Regions from separate parts of the Ovis aries genome. Here region 1 is linked to region 2. Evidence: chromatin contacts called from public Hi-C data. All regions are on one chromosome and are shown on one strand. Each heading gives the region's core, a stretch centred on a gene start, on an enhancer-like site or on the middle of the called end of the contact. The rest is flanking DNA. Distances are from core to core; before and after follow the strand shown. Region 1 overlaps SASH1 (SAM and SH3 domain containing 1). Region 2 has its middle 16 kb from the start of SASH1.

Evidence for each region. Hi-C and Micro-C count contacts between places; a contact is called where the count stands out from the background.
Region 1: a contact with region 2 is called in a Hi-C map of mixed tissues, with 3 times the contacts expected there. The contact joins two enhancer-like sites. A contact is called at or near these places in 14 of 16 Hi-C or Micro-C datasets (blood, hypothalamus, liver and 7 more).

What each region holds. Positions count from the first base shown.
Region 1 is chr8:72,870,298-72,877,210 of ARS-UI_Ramb_v3.0, forward strand. All of the region lies in intron 4 of SASH1 (SAM and SH3 domain containing 1), which reads left to right. Among named protein-coding and RNA genes, the nearest start is that of UST, 240 kb to the right of the region's middle. Within about 2 kb of position 3,519, at least 18 of the 54 cell types and tissues checked have an H3K27ac peak or open chromatin away from gene starts, as enhancers often do. A contact at or near this core is called in hypothalamus, where this site is marked.
Region 2 is chr8:72,595,187-72,602,070 of ARS-UI_Ramb_v3.0, forward strand. No RefSeq gene overlaps it. Among named protein-coding and RNA genes, the nearest start is that of SASH1, 16 kb to the right of the region's middle. Within about 2 kb of position 4,990, at least 8 of the 54 cell types and tissues checked have an H3K27ac peak or open chromatin away from gene starts, as enhancers often do. A contact at or near this core is called in hypothalamus, where this site is marked.

The DNA.
Region 1 (6,913 bases), core at 2,269-4,768, 270 kb after region 2:
CAGGTTCCAAATTGATAAAATGTGCAGGATAAAAGCTCTTTCTGAGAGTGGTTGTGCGAAATACCCAGTTCCATGCCTTCCCCAGGTACATGCTGTGTCTCCCCCCGCCCCCACTGCCAGCCACACACACACACACCCTGCGTTAGGGTGGCGCTCTGCACACAGTGTGCCTGTGGTTCCCACCATCCATCACATTAGACGGTGTTGGACACACAGCTTGTGGTGGCCACAGCCACTTACCCTGTGCCCCTCCTACCTGAGCTCTCCTGTCCTTTCAGCGCCCCAGAGATGGGAGGGTAGGGGAAGGGCTGGGAGACAGCCACCGCTTTCACAGAGCCCATGTGCTCACAACGTGCTGAAATATGTGTTTGTGCGGGTGGGTCTGTGCCGCACACGTGTGTGCTCCATTGCGCAGCATATTTGAGGGGCTCAGCATTCCAGAACACAGGGGCTCGGAGCAAAAGCAGCTGTGTCAGAATTCTCCTCCTCAGCTGTTCCCCTCCGAAAACTCTATGGCCCTGAACTCCGTCTGGTGAGCGACCCTCTGGCCGACCGTGCCCAGCTTCAGGCCACGTGCCTGGGCTGCATCCAGCAATTGCCAGGAGGTGTTTACTGTGTGGAAGTGGCCGCTGGTTATTGTCTGTCCTGCAGGACAGGTGACCAGGACACTGGGGCAGGGAGGAGGGTGGGAGAGGAGAGGGCTACCAGTAAATAAATAGCATTCCTATCCTGGCAGGTGGCTAAAGAACCCGCCTGCCAATGCAGGAGGCATAAGAGACGTGGGTACAATCCCTGGGTCAGGAAGATCCCCTGGAGGAGGGCATGGCAACCCACTCCAGTATCCTTGCCTGGAGAATCCCCATGGGCAGAGGAGCCTGGCAGGCCACAGTCTATACGGTGGCAAAGAGTTGGATACAACTGAAGTGACTTGGCACGCATCCTGGCAGGAGCAGGGGAGGACGCAAGCATGCAACTTGTGTGTAAATCCTCTTAACAGAACTGTAATGTAACTGGTAGCTGGCAGTTAAGGAAGCAAGAAAGACTAGATGGCATGGCATCGTCATGGTTATGAACTTTGAGTGAGGCAGAGGTGGAATCCAGACCTGCTGATCCACCAGCGTCACGGGCAGCTCGTAACGGTAGACGCATGTGGGGAGGACCAGCGATGGGCTAGGCGGCAAATGACGTTTAACTGAATAAATGCTTTTCATGTTTCTGCTGTCTGGACACATATTCTCGGCCCTGGGAAGATGAACAGGCTAGGGAAGGTCGCTGTCCTCTGACAACCTGAAGGAGACACGGCGCAGTGAGGTGATACCCTGTGGGTACAGTACATAGGGCCTGGAGGAGGGACGGCCCACCCCTGCAGGGCGGGGTGGGGCTGAGACCCTCATAAATTCCATCAGTCGGGGGTCTGTGAGAGAAGCAGACATTGTAATCACGTTGTTCTAGCATTTTGGACTCACTGTGTCTGCGGGGCCTGGTTCCAGTATTGTGTCCAGTATTGTGGCCTGAAGTCAGCTCAACTGGGGACAGAGGACAGATGGCCACCTACAAGGATGGGCTGAAACCCAGTCATCCTCCAGCATCAGGAAGCTGCAGGAGGAGCTGCTGGCATCCTTCTTGGGAGGGAGACAAGCCACAGGCCAGGACCGGAGACCCTGGGCAGGAATGCGAGTCCTGTGGCCCATCTGCTACCCAGTGACCCAGGGGACACTCTGCCACATGCTTTAGCCCCAGCTCAGGGTCTCCTGCCCTGCACTGGCCCTGAGGCCCAAAGAAAAAACAGCTTCTGCTTCTGCTTTCTGCATCTCACATGAAGCATTGCACTGACCCAGTACCGTGCGGTGAAGGGATTTTGGGGAAACGTGATCCAGCTGAGCTCAGCTGACAGACTACAAGTTCACCGCAGCTCCCTGAGTCCGGCTGGACCCTGCCCTCAGCCTTGTCTAAAAGCTTTCTCCAAACAAAACCTCGCAGAAGGGTAACCCCTGAAGCCTACTGGCCACTTGTTTTATCTTAGTGTATTCCATATTCCTTTCTGAAAATCTCACGGGATTATGGCTTTCCGCATTTTGGAGGATGGAAGGAGGAGATTCCACTCTCTCCTGGGTTAGCCTGGGGGGATCCAAGCACATCCCCATGTCAGAGCTAGCTGGGGAGTTTGCTGAAGACAGACCCTCAGGCCTTGCCCAGCTCCAGTGAATTGGATTCCCCAAATGTGGAACTATGGAGCCTGTCACAAGTTTCCCAGGGGTTCTCAGGCAGCCAGCTTGGGTTTATGAATCTCTGTCCAAACCGGCTTCCCGTCAGTCCAGCGGAAGCTCCGTGCTTCTTCTCCACATCTCGGTCACCAGCGTATTTGGGGTCTGCTTAGAGGATGCTGGTGGGGGTCGGCTGTGGTCGTGGGGTCTCTGGCGGCGCTCTCTGGAGCTTGTGCATCACCGGCAGGTGCTTGTGTGCCACTTCAGATAAAGCTGTGAATCAAAAGGAGGAAGGATGTGAAGCAATCCAAGGGCAGAGTCAGACCAGCTAGCGGAATGACAGAGTACAGCGGGGGAAGCGTCTGCAGCTGCCTAGTGGCTGTGCACGTGGAAGGTACAAGGATGTGACGAAGAGATGAGGAGATTTAAACATGAGATCTGAATGGTGACAAATGCTAACTAGGCTTATTGTGGTGATGCCTTCACAATGTGTACCGACCCTTTTTGACCCCATGGACTGTAGCTCGCCAGGCTCCTCTATCCATGGAATTCTCCAGGCAAGAATACTTGAGTGAGTGGCCCATTCCTTTTTCCAAGGAAATGGATCTTCCTGACCCATATATACAGATATCATATCACTGTGTTGTATATCTGAAACCAATATAAGGTTATATGTCAGTTATGCCTCAGTTAACACAAGTGAGATCTGGAAAGACAGGAAAGCTTAAGTTCCCATTTTCATAGTATTTATAACAAGCCAAAGTTTCTCATCAGCTTTGCTTCCCTGGTGGCTCAGATGGTAAAGAATCTGCAACGCGGGAGACCCGGGTTTGATCCTAGGTGGGGAAGATCCTCTGGAGAAGGGAATGGCAACTCACTCCAGTATTCTTGCCTGGAGAATCCCATGGACAGAGGAGCCTGGCGAGCTATGATCCAGGGGATTACAGAGTCGGACATGGTTGAGTGACACACACACACACACACACACACACACGGTTGAGTCACACACACACACACACACACACACCCCTGAAGGAATTAAAAGTGAAAAAAACAACAACATCAAAAAGGCTATGGTGGCAGCCGCTGTGGAGAGGACCCGGTCCTTTGGGCTGCCAGCCAGGAGAAGTAGGGCAGGCAGGCAACACTCATAGCCCTGTCCGGGGGATGGCTGGTCCCTGTGCATCCAGCACATGATCAGGAGGCCAGAAAGGGCCCTGCATGCCCACAGCTCCTTCAGCTTTAGCCTTCAGAGGCAGCTTCACTGACACGCCTCAGAGCAGCCAACAGAAGAAAGGCTGGCAGCCCCGGCCCCCGCGTCCCTCTCTGGATCCTGATGTCCCAGCGGCCAGTGTGGCCAGCGTGGTTTGAGTGATGGTGAATGGGAGCTGCTATTTGTTTCTACTGAGGAAGTTCTGACCCGCTTCCGGAGCCATCGCCATGGAAACAGACCGAGGAGATCATTCAAAGGAGCCTCTTTTCCGCCTCCTTTCCTCCCATACTCCCTCTCCCCATCCTGAGGCCCTGGCTGGTAGGGGCCAGCTCTTTGTAGCCTGGCTTTCCCTGCTGGTCCGTGCCAATTTGATAAGAATATCAAAGGCCGGTTTTCCTTACCGTGCCAGCCTCTGCTGGGATGAATTGCCCCGTGTGCACCCCGTACCAGGCAGAGTGGCAATCCATTTCCACACCTGCTCCTGAGTGGGGGCCTGTGTCATGCATAGTTATAACCAAATGTCCTTCCACAGGAGCAGGCAGGTGCATGCCTGTTGATCCAGACAGCCTCGAAACTCAACCACATTTCCTTGCAGAAAAGCCTTTCTTGGACCACATACTTATTACACATATGCAGTAAATTTTAAAGGGGGAAATAACCAAAAGGAAGGAATAATTGTGTCCAATTTACAGAATAAATAGCAGCCATTAAAAATGTAAGCAAAGCTATGTATAGTTCTTTTCCTTATTTTATTTAAAAAAAAACTAGCTTTTGTGGTGAAAATAATGTGCTACAATCCTGTTTTATTTTGGTTTTGACAATAATTTAGTAATTCTGAAGGTATAAAGACTTAAATAAAGTGTAAAATATGTCACATTGAGGCCATAAAAGGAAAGCATTACTTTTTACTGGTTATACCACAATGAGAGTGAAGACGAAGTTCAAGATCTTTTTTAAAATTTATCTTTTTATTTATTTTGGCTATGTTGGGTCTTTGCTGCAGTGCACAGGCTTAGTTGTGGTATATGAGATCTTAGTTCCCTAACCAGGATCAAACCTGGGCCCTGTCCATTAGGAGTGTGGAGTCTTATCCTCTGGACCATGAGGGAAGCCCCCCCTTTTCCTTTTGAACAGCTTAATGTGTATGCCTGTTGAGGAAACATCAAAAGTCAGAGCTTGACCTGGGACTGCAGACTCTCTTGTGGCCAAGCCACTAACTTAAATTGCATCTTCAGTGCCAGTGAGTGAGTGAGTGAGTGAAGTCGCTCAGTCGTGTCCAACTCTTTGCGACCCCGTGGACTGTAGCCCACCAAGCTCCTCCGTCCATGGGATTCTCCAAGCAAGAGTACTGGAGTGGGTTGCCATTTCCTTCTCCAGGGGTAATGAGAGAAAATGCACACCGTTTTAGCTTTGGGCTCACAGTATTATGCATCTGGCATTGGATGTGATGTCAGAAGAGCTGAGGTTAAGCCCCAGCTCTGTGACTTATTAATACAATTGGACAAGTCACTTCCATGAGTGCGCCAGGCCTCAGTCTCTCCATCTATATAGTGGGGCTAGTTCTTTTCAGGGTCTGTATGAGCTTGAAATCCAATGAAATGTATATGAATGTGCTTGGTAAACCCACGTCAATGTTTTTTAGAAGTTTGTCATTTTTACTTCTTAACAACCAAGTCTGCAGTGTTGAGGCCAACAGGGGTATATTTATATGTGTGTGTGTGTGTGTGTGTGTGTGTGTGTGTATTTCCCCCTCCCCCTCCCCTAAGGCAAATAATCTAAAGGTAGGTATTCTGAGGAATTATTTTCTGTACTCCTCTATCCTTAGTATGTGACTTTCTTCCTTATAGTAAAATGACAACTGCTTGGGCATTCTGCCCATGTTTCCTGTAGGAACAAGGGGGAGGGCAAAGGGCAAAAGACACGTGAAAACTGAGTCATTTCTTTTCACTGTGAAAACACTAGCTTTCCCAGAAACACCAGGATGTAAAATCCCAGTTATGTCTTCTAGGGCCGTGCTGATACCCGGACTCCATGTGCTCCCAGGGAGTGTGGGTAGCTGCGTAATTTAAGAGGGCACAGTCCCGTGATCACTGGCTTCTTGGTAGTGCTGCCTATCATGTGCAAGCATGTTCTCAATACTGGGCAAGCCACAGTTCACTGAAACCTCTAGAAAGCCCGTATGTTCCATAATATTAGTGTGTCTGTTTTGCATACTCTGAAACTTGGATTTAGTGGGACTAAATGGCTGGTCCAGGGTTGCTAGTTAGTGAACGCTAGAGCTGTCCAAGGCGGTCGGACTCCAGAACCTGCCTTGTGAGCCATTGTGCTGGGCGGCTTCCTGGGTTGTGGTCTCAGGGGAGACATTAGAGATAATATCATTCACAACTAGAGACCAGTGAGCTGCCCAATTCATCTCCATGTTGACATCTTGTTCAATCATTAGTGTTTTTTTTTTTTTTTTCATTCTAAGAAAAACATGAATTGCTTTTGTAAAGTGCAGTTGAGAAGTGGAAGAGAAGCCGTTATGTTCATTTTAACTATGTGAGGGCAGTTAATGTTTAAAACAAAACTCACTTGCTTTGCAGCAGGAAAGACCTAGAACTTCCACATACCTAATAAAATTAGCAGCGGATTGAGGGATAATAGAAATGATTGTGATTAGACATCAAGTTCTGCACCTGGATTGGCTGTGTCTTCCTCTCGAAATTTTTCTGAGTAAGATGCTCCTTTTGAGATATCTTGTGTGGAAGGAAAAGCTCACCTACAGTGATTCTGGTGGCAGTTTCAAAACCAAAGATAACATAAAGAAGGAAAAGTTGAAAGGGCCCAAACCTATAGCTGAAAATTTCAAACTTTTCAAAATACTCTTCTAGCACTTTCCAAGTGTGAGAATTTGATTTGTATGGTAAGAGACCCTCTTCAAATTGAAATTAAAGATTAGGTAATATTCTTGCTTTGAGACAATATCCACACTTAATAAACCTGGAACCCCTGCCATTTCTTTGAAGGAGTTAATATTACATGATTGATGGGTCCAAAGTGCTTCCCATGATTTGCTATTCATCCATACTGAAATCTACTCAAAATCAACATAGAATTGTTTTACTATGCATTGTGCTGAACACAATGAACTAAATTTGTACAGTTGTTACTGCTTAAAATTTGTACGGTTAATTACATAATGTTAATTACATTACGTATGCTAAAAAAAGGATAAATTGTGTTGTTCAGTTGTTGTCGGTTTTTTAAATTTTCAGGGGGAAAATATGAAAAAAATTTTAAAAACTCTATTGGAGGGACTTCTCTGGTGCTCCAGTGGCTGATACTCTGCTCCCAAAGCAGGGGGCCCAGGTTTGACCCCTGGTCAGGGAACTAGATCCCACATGCTTCAGTGACCATCACAGATCCCGCATGCTGCAACTTAGGCCCAGCACAGCACAGCCAAATAAAGAAATGTTATTTAAAAAAAAAACTTTATTGGAGTATAGTTGACTTG
Region 2 (6,884 bases), core at 3,740-6,239:
TTTTGAGCCACCAGTTGAATTCAGTTCAGTCACTCAGTTGTGTCTGACTCATTGCAACCTCATGCACCGCAGCACGCCAGGCCTCCCTGTCCATCACCAACTCCCGGAGTTTACTCAAACTCGTATCCATTGAGTCGGTGATGCCATCCAACCATCTCATCCTCTGTCGGCCCCTTCTCCTTCTGCCTTCAGTCTTTCCCAGCATCAGTGTCTTTTCCAATGAGTTTTGAGCCATATCCATGCAGTAATAGCTGTATGGATATGGCTAACTGCAATTCAATCATGCCCCAAATTTCAGATGCCAGGTAACTTGTTTGGAACCATTTGAGTGAGAGTAAGAATAATTGTGCTTCCTTGGCGGCTCAGCAGTAAGGAATCCACCTGCCAGTGCAGAAGATATGGGTTCAATCCCTGAGTCAGGAAGATCCCCCTGGAGAAGGAATGGCAACCCACTCCAGTATTTTTGCCTGGGAAATCCCATGGACAGAGGAATGTGGTGGGCTGCAGTCCATGGGGTCCCAGAGTCAGGCACAACTTCGTGACTAAACAACAGCAAAGTGTATTTGTAAGTTTAAAGGGTTTGTTAACCATACTGTGCTTTGAAAATAAAAAAGAGCAGGGGGCACTTATTGGCCACTGTAACTGAAAACTCAAGATCTGATCTGGAAGCTGTTTCAAAACATTTTAGTCCTACAGCTCAAACAATGTCATCAGATCCTCCTTCCTCGCTCAGGATTTCCAGCTCTGCCCACAAGAGCTGGCTTCAGACACAGACAGAATCTGTCCACTTAGCATCCCCAGAAGCTCTGGTCTTATTAGCTCACAACTGTAAAAGAAAAGAGATCTTCTCTTTCCCAGCTGCTTCCATAAAAATCCTGAGGTTCATTCTGATTGGCTTAACTTGAGTCACATGATCACTCCTATATTCATTTGCCAGGGCTACCCTGTAACAAAGTATCACAGACTGCAGGGTTTAATGGATAGAAATGTATCCTGTCACAGTTCTGGAGGCCAGAAGTCCAAGATCAAGGTATCCTTAGCTCCTTCAGACAATGGTGAACAAAAATCTGTTCCATCCTCTCTCCCAGCTTCCACTAGCCTTGGCTTATAAATGGTATGTTCCCTGTCCACTCACTATCTTCCCTCTATTGGTGCCTCAGTGTCCGTGCACACTCAGTTGTGTCTGACTTTGCAACCCTATCGACTGTAGCCCACCAGGCTCCTCCGTCCGTGGAATGCTCCAGACAAGAATACAGGAGGTGGTTGCTATTTCCTACTCCAGGGGATCTTCCTGACCCAGGATTGAACCCACGTCTCCTATGTCTCCTGCATTTGGCAAGCAGATTCTTTACCACTGAGCCACCTGGGAAGCCCGTCTGTGTTCACATTTCCCCTTTTTTAGGACTCTAGTCACATTGCCGAAGGTCTTACCCTAACAACCACATTTCAACTTGATTGCCTCTCTCTTGATAAGGTCACATTCTGAAGTACTGGAGGTTAGGACTTCAGCCTCTCTTCTTAGGGGAAATGGTTTAACTTACAAGAGTCCTTAAATCAAACACAGTGATACGACAAAAAGGATTGATTGTCCAGTTCTGGGTCACTTGAGCATCTGGATCTGCGAGCAGCATTGCGTCCATAAACGTAAGTGGCAAGAGAAAGGGCTGATTCTACAGGGAGGATGGATGGTAGGCAGGTGAAAATAATAGTCATAACACTGAGTATCATTAAATAAAAAAAGGCCAAAATCTTATGCATGAGCTTACATATGAACAGCTAAATATATTACCAAATAAGTATATATACAATGATATAATTCAAATGGAATCATAGCATTCAAATTTCTCTCCAGTACCCCATGGGTTATGAAAAATATTCATTTTAGCATCATTCTAATAAAGTGAAATCACATTTGGCTATTTAGATGCCTTATGGGGGAGAGTAAATCTAACTACAAGAAGATAATACTGATGCCACGGTCACATCCATTTCCAAAGGACAAAGATTCTACAATTGGAGCCTCAGCAGGGACGCAGAGTCAGTCTTGGTTGGTGTCTGGCCACGGATGATAGCAGGAAGCACTGGCTGTAGGACAAGGAATATATAACAAGTGTCTTCCCCTTCCTCCTCTCGTGTCATAGCAAACATTAAGGATCAATCAAAACAGTTGTTCCCGTGGAGCTTGGGAGGGCTCAGAATCAAGGTCGCATAGAGGGTGTGTGTGTCTGTGTGGCTGACACATTCAGGAGTGGCGCTGCACACACCTCTGTCCCCACACCTGGTAGCCTTGTACAAAACCTCCTCAGGTCAGGCTCCGAACAGCCTGCAGCACAATCAGAATTGACTCAAGCTTCTTGAGCTTGCCCTCCTGGCCTGAAAGCCTCCACTGGGTTTCTGAGATACCTGTGTCTGCATGCGTGCTAAGTGGCTTTAGTCGTAGCCTGCCAGGCTCCTCTGTCCATGGGATTCTCCAGGCAAGAGGACTGGAGAGGGTTGCCATTCCCTTCTCCAGGGGATCTTCCCGACCCAAAGATCGAACCTGAGTCTCTTACATCTCTATCGCCTCCATTGGCAAGCAGATTCTTTAGCACCAGTGCCACCTGGGAACCCTAGAGAGTTTCCTGACTTGATCTACCCTCTCTGGCCTGCCATCTTTGTTCTGGGTGCTTATTTCTATGCGTGCAAACATGCATGCGCTCCAAATTCACTGTTAAATACTAATGATTTAATATATAGTATGTTCTTGGCTCAGCCCAATGCTTGAATAAATTAGAAACAGTCTTCTTTATGTTAGGCAATACTGCCACATTCTCCTCGTTTCTGAAGGCTCAAGAATGCATTTTTTTTTTTTCTGACAATGCTTCAAGATACAGGCTGGACTTTTGCCAGCTTTCTTGCTATTAGTTCATTTCCTTAATAGCATTGTGGGGAAGAGTCTTTTCAGAATCCAGGGACTCCAGTCTCAACCCCTTCTGTTAACCAAAAAACCCCTGAATAGCTCTCCATACGTTGCTGCCATGATGTTTGATAAATACCTTGCTGATTATTTATACGGTTTTGTCTTTATTTTGACAGGTTGATCACATTAGTCTGTCTTGCAACCAAACATTCATCATAAGCATCTTCTCATAGCTCTCTATCCCTCCGTCAAGTGGTCTAGTGTATTTCTGCCACAGCAAACTTGGGGAAAATGAGACAAAGGAAAGTGCAGTCTAAGACAAAAGCAGACAAAAGCGATTCTGAAGAGCCAGACAAGGGACCGAACTCTATTAGAGGTCCTAGTGAATAGATTTGTACCTTCTATCAGCACCACTCTTGACTGTAAACTGCCTTCTCTACCAGGATCAATAAAGGGCAAGACCTGAAGATGGCAATTATGCTAATTGCAGGTGGCAAGATAAACAGACAGCATCTCGGGGGAGAAAGACATGTTTGTTAAAGAAGGCAAGATGTGGCACCCTTGCTGAGGTTTTTCCTATAATCCAGTTTCTAAGAAATGCCAAATGCATTGGGCTTGGCAGAATGTTACAGCAGGCATTTCTGCACAATATCAAAGGAATAAAAGACTCAGCACCTGCCTTCAAGAAGCACACAGCTTATTAGCTCAGTCACAGCACATAAGCACATGTGCACACGCACACACACAGAAAGGCATTTTCACTGTAAAAACATGTCAAGAACTGAGACCATAAATACCAAGGTACTATCAAGAGGGAGCCTCCCCAGCAGCTCAGTGGTAAAGAATCCACCTGCAATGCAGGAGATGTGGGTTGGATCCCTGGGTTGGGAAGATCCCCTGGAGGAAAAAAATGGCAACCCACTCCAGTATTCTTTCCTGGAAAATCCCATGGACAGAGGAGCCTGGTGGGCTACAATCCATGGGGTTGCAAAGAGTTGGACACGACTGAGCGACTAAATAAAAACAACTGCTATCAAGAGGAGAGGGAGCGAAGTTAGATGGATGAGTCATGGAAAGTCTCTTGTAGGTACCATATTTGGGATGAGGCTTTGGCCAGAGAGGATGAAGGCATCTCAAGATCCTATACTTTGTTCTTGGAAACGGAAGACTCTCTGACACGGAAGCTGCCCAGTTTTCATTATATTACAGTTATGAAAAATGTCTTACTAGAAATGTATAAGCACCTCATGTACGTATAACATCTCCATCAATGTACCATGGACACCATCTTGGAACTAGTAACTAAACCAGGTAACCCAAGTGTGTGTGGGTACCAGTACACTAACCAGTTGAGATTTTTGATTAATTACCCCACCAGGCTGCTGTGAGATTCTGAAGTTTCTTATATACTTTGACCAGTAAAATTTTACATACAATTTTTTGTCATATGAATTATATCTAAGGCTCAAATAATCATAAAGTCAAATAAAACTTAAGCCAAATGCATGAATATTTAGAAAGACGGTTGGAACCTCCTGGCTCTGTAAATATCAAATTTATTTCTTTTAATTCTATCCTAAATCACTAGCTCTAGTTATGGAAGAATCCTTTCCCCAGAAACTAGATGACAGAATAGTAACTAAATTTTGTGTTATTTTTATTTCATGAAAGAGATGTAAGGAATCATAAATACCACATTTGTCCCCCAAATCGTATTTCAGTGCTTAAGGGGAAGTCTGACAGTTCCAGTTAAATGGGTGAGATCTGAAGAATAAGATCCACCATAGGGCACCAGACTGTTCTAAAAAGACTGTACAAACAACACAGTGAGGTTAAGCACTGTCTGCTGGGGAACTGTGAATTCTGGGTGTTAGGTGTTCAGGCGGTGCAGAAAGAGACCTGAACTAAGGCTGTGATAATGAGGAAGTCACTTCCCCTCCAAACACCAACTGAGCTTTCATTGTGCACAGGGGGTGGCGTGAGCAAGGGTAGTGTGACCTGGATGGTCTCCGAGAGCTTTAGAGCTCTGACCATTTCCTAGCAGATGCTATTGATGGAAACAAGGACAGAGGAAACTGCAGTTTGCAGGGTTGCATAACTGCTACCAGCAGGGGGCAGCACTGCTCAGAAAATCACTATTTTTTGCCCTTCGTCATTTAGCAGAACCTGTGGGGGAAAGGGGTTTATCCCTCAGCTCATAGGAGCTCAGTAACATGTAAGTGGGCCAAAGCCAAGGAATGCCCTTGCCCGGAAAGATTACATGTTCCAGGCACCAAGATCTATCCAGCAGGTGTGCTGACAACCCACAGTTCCCATGGACATTTCACTGATGGTATTGCTCAGATCTGACTTGCCTTTTTCCTTTGTCTTCTCTTTATTTCCTACTTGTTTCTTGATGGGGACTAATCATTTTATAAGGAATTTTAAAATTTAAGGAACATTGGGATCTCTTACCAGTCTTTCTCATCCCAAAGTAAAGTCCCCCATTTGAAATGGAGTTTGAGATAGGGCCTCTTCAAGAAGGGCCACCTTATGCCATGAAGCGCAGAGATGAAAACGTTTCAGAGAAAGAAATGACTCCACACACACACACACACACACACACACACACACACACACACACACACACACGCACGCATTAACTGACCAGTGCTGCCCCCTGCAGCTAACAGGAAATGAGCCGGAAACAAGTGAATGTCTTGTTCCCTGAGTCATGTTTTATTTTAATGTTTATTTAAAAATTCAACTTGCTTATGACATAATACTAAATCACATCTTTTAATTAATTTTTAAAGCTCCTATATGTTAGTAAGACTAATGTTAGCCTTATTTTCAAGATAGTTTAAAAATTACTAGGCAACATTTGTCCCATTTAATAAGAATGTGTTACTCTTATAGTAAATTTTAATTCTAATAATACATTCAGCTTTCATTTTACTAAAGTATGTACCCTTGAAATGCTTCATTTAAAATTAGAGACTGTTTTCCATAAAGTAAGAATGTTTGGGGGCTTGAACATTTAAATCTGCTACCTAAAGAATAACAGAGGGGGCTTATCCAGTGGTCCAGAGGTCAAGACTTTGCCCTCCAGTGCATGGGGTGTGAGTTCGATCCCTGGTCTGGGAGGTATGATACCACATGCCTCGCAGCCAAAAAACTGAAGCATAAAACAGAAACAATACTGTAACAAATTAAATAAAGGCATCAAAAAATCCTTAAAAAAAAAAAAAAAGAGGCTGTGGTCTATGTGGTCTAGAGCTTGCTGTCGTAAGAGAACTACTGTCACTTATATGAAAGCACTTTTATCCACTTCTTTCTCTTTTCTTTGTCTTTCCTTACCTTGGGCATTTTTCATATGCAGCAATCATTTTAAGCAGCATTGCATAATGTGAAAAACCTGTGCTTTGAGCTCAGCCATACCAGGATTTAAAACCCAACTTTCCCCCTTATAATCTATTTGACCTTGAACAAGTCATATAACCATTTTGATCCTATTTTGTCTTCTCTGATACAGGGAAACGAATACTATCTATCTTATCAGGTTGTTGTGAGAATTAATTGAGAAAACATGCAAAGCTGTAAAAGGCATGGAGTAATCACTCAATAATGGTAGCTGGGGGACCTTCCTCCCAGAAGCCTGGGGCAGAAAGTCTCCAAGATGTCTGCCATCCACGCCTCCCCGCCGTGTGTTCACATGTGCTCTTTCCATCGAGAGGCAGTCTGATTTTCCTTCTCTGTATCTGGGCTGGAACACAGGTCTCCTGCATTGCAGGCAGATTCTTGGCCATCTGAGACACCAGGGAAGCCCCGTTTGTGACCAGTTTGGCCCATAGAGTACAGTGGCAGAGGCAGTCTGGGTCTCCCAAGGCTGGGTCTTGAGAAGTCTTGAAGCTTCCAAGGCTGCAAGTCTCTTGTCTGCCTGACCTTGTAATGCTTCCTCTCAGTACCCGATGAGTGGGCTGTGAGAAGCCTAAGCCACATGGAG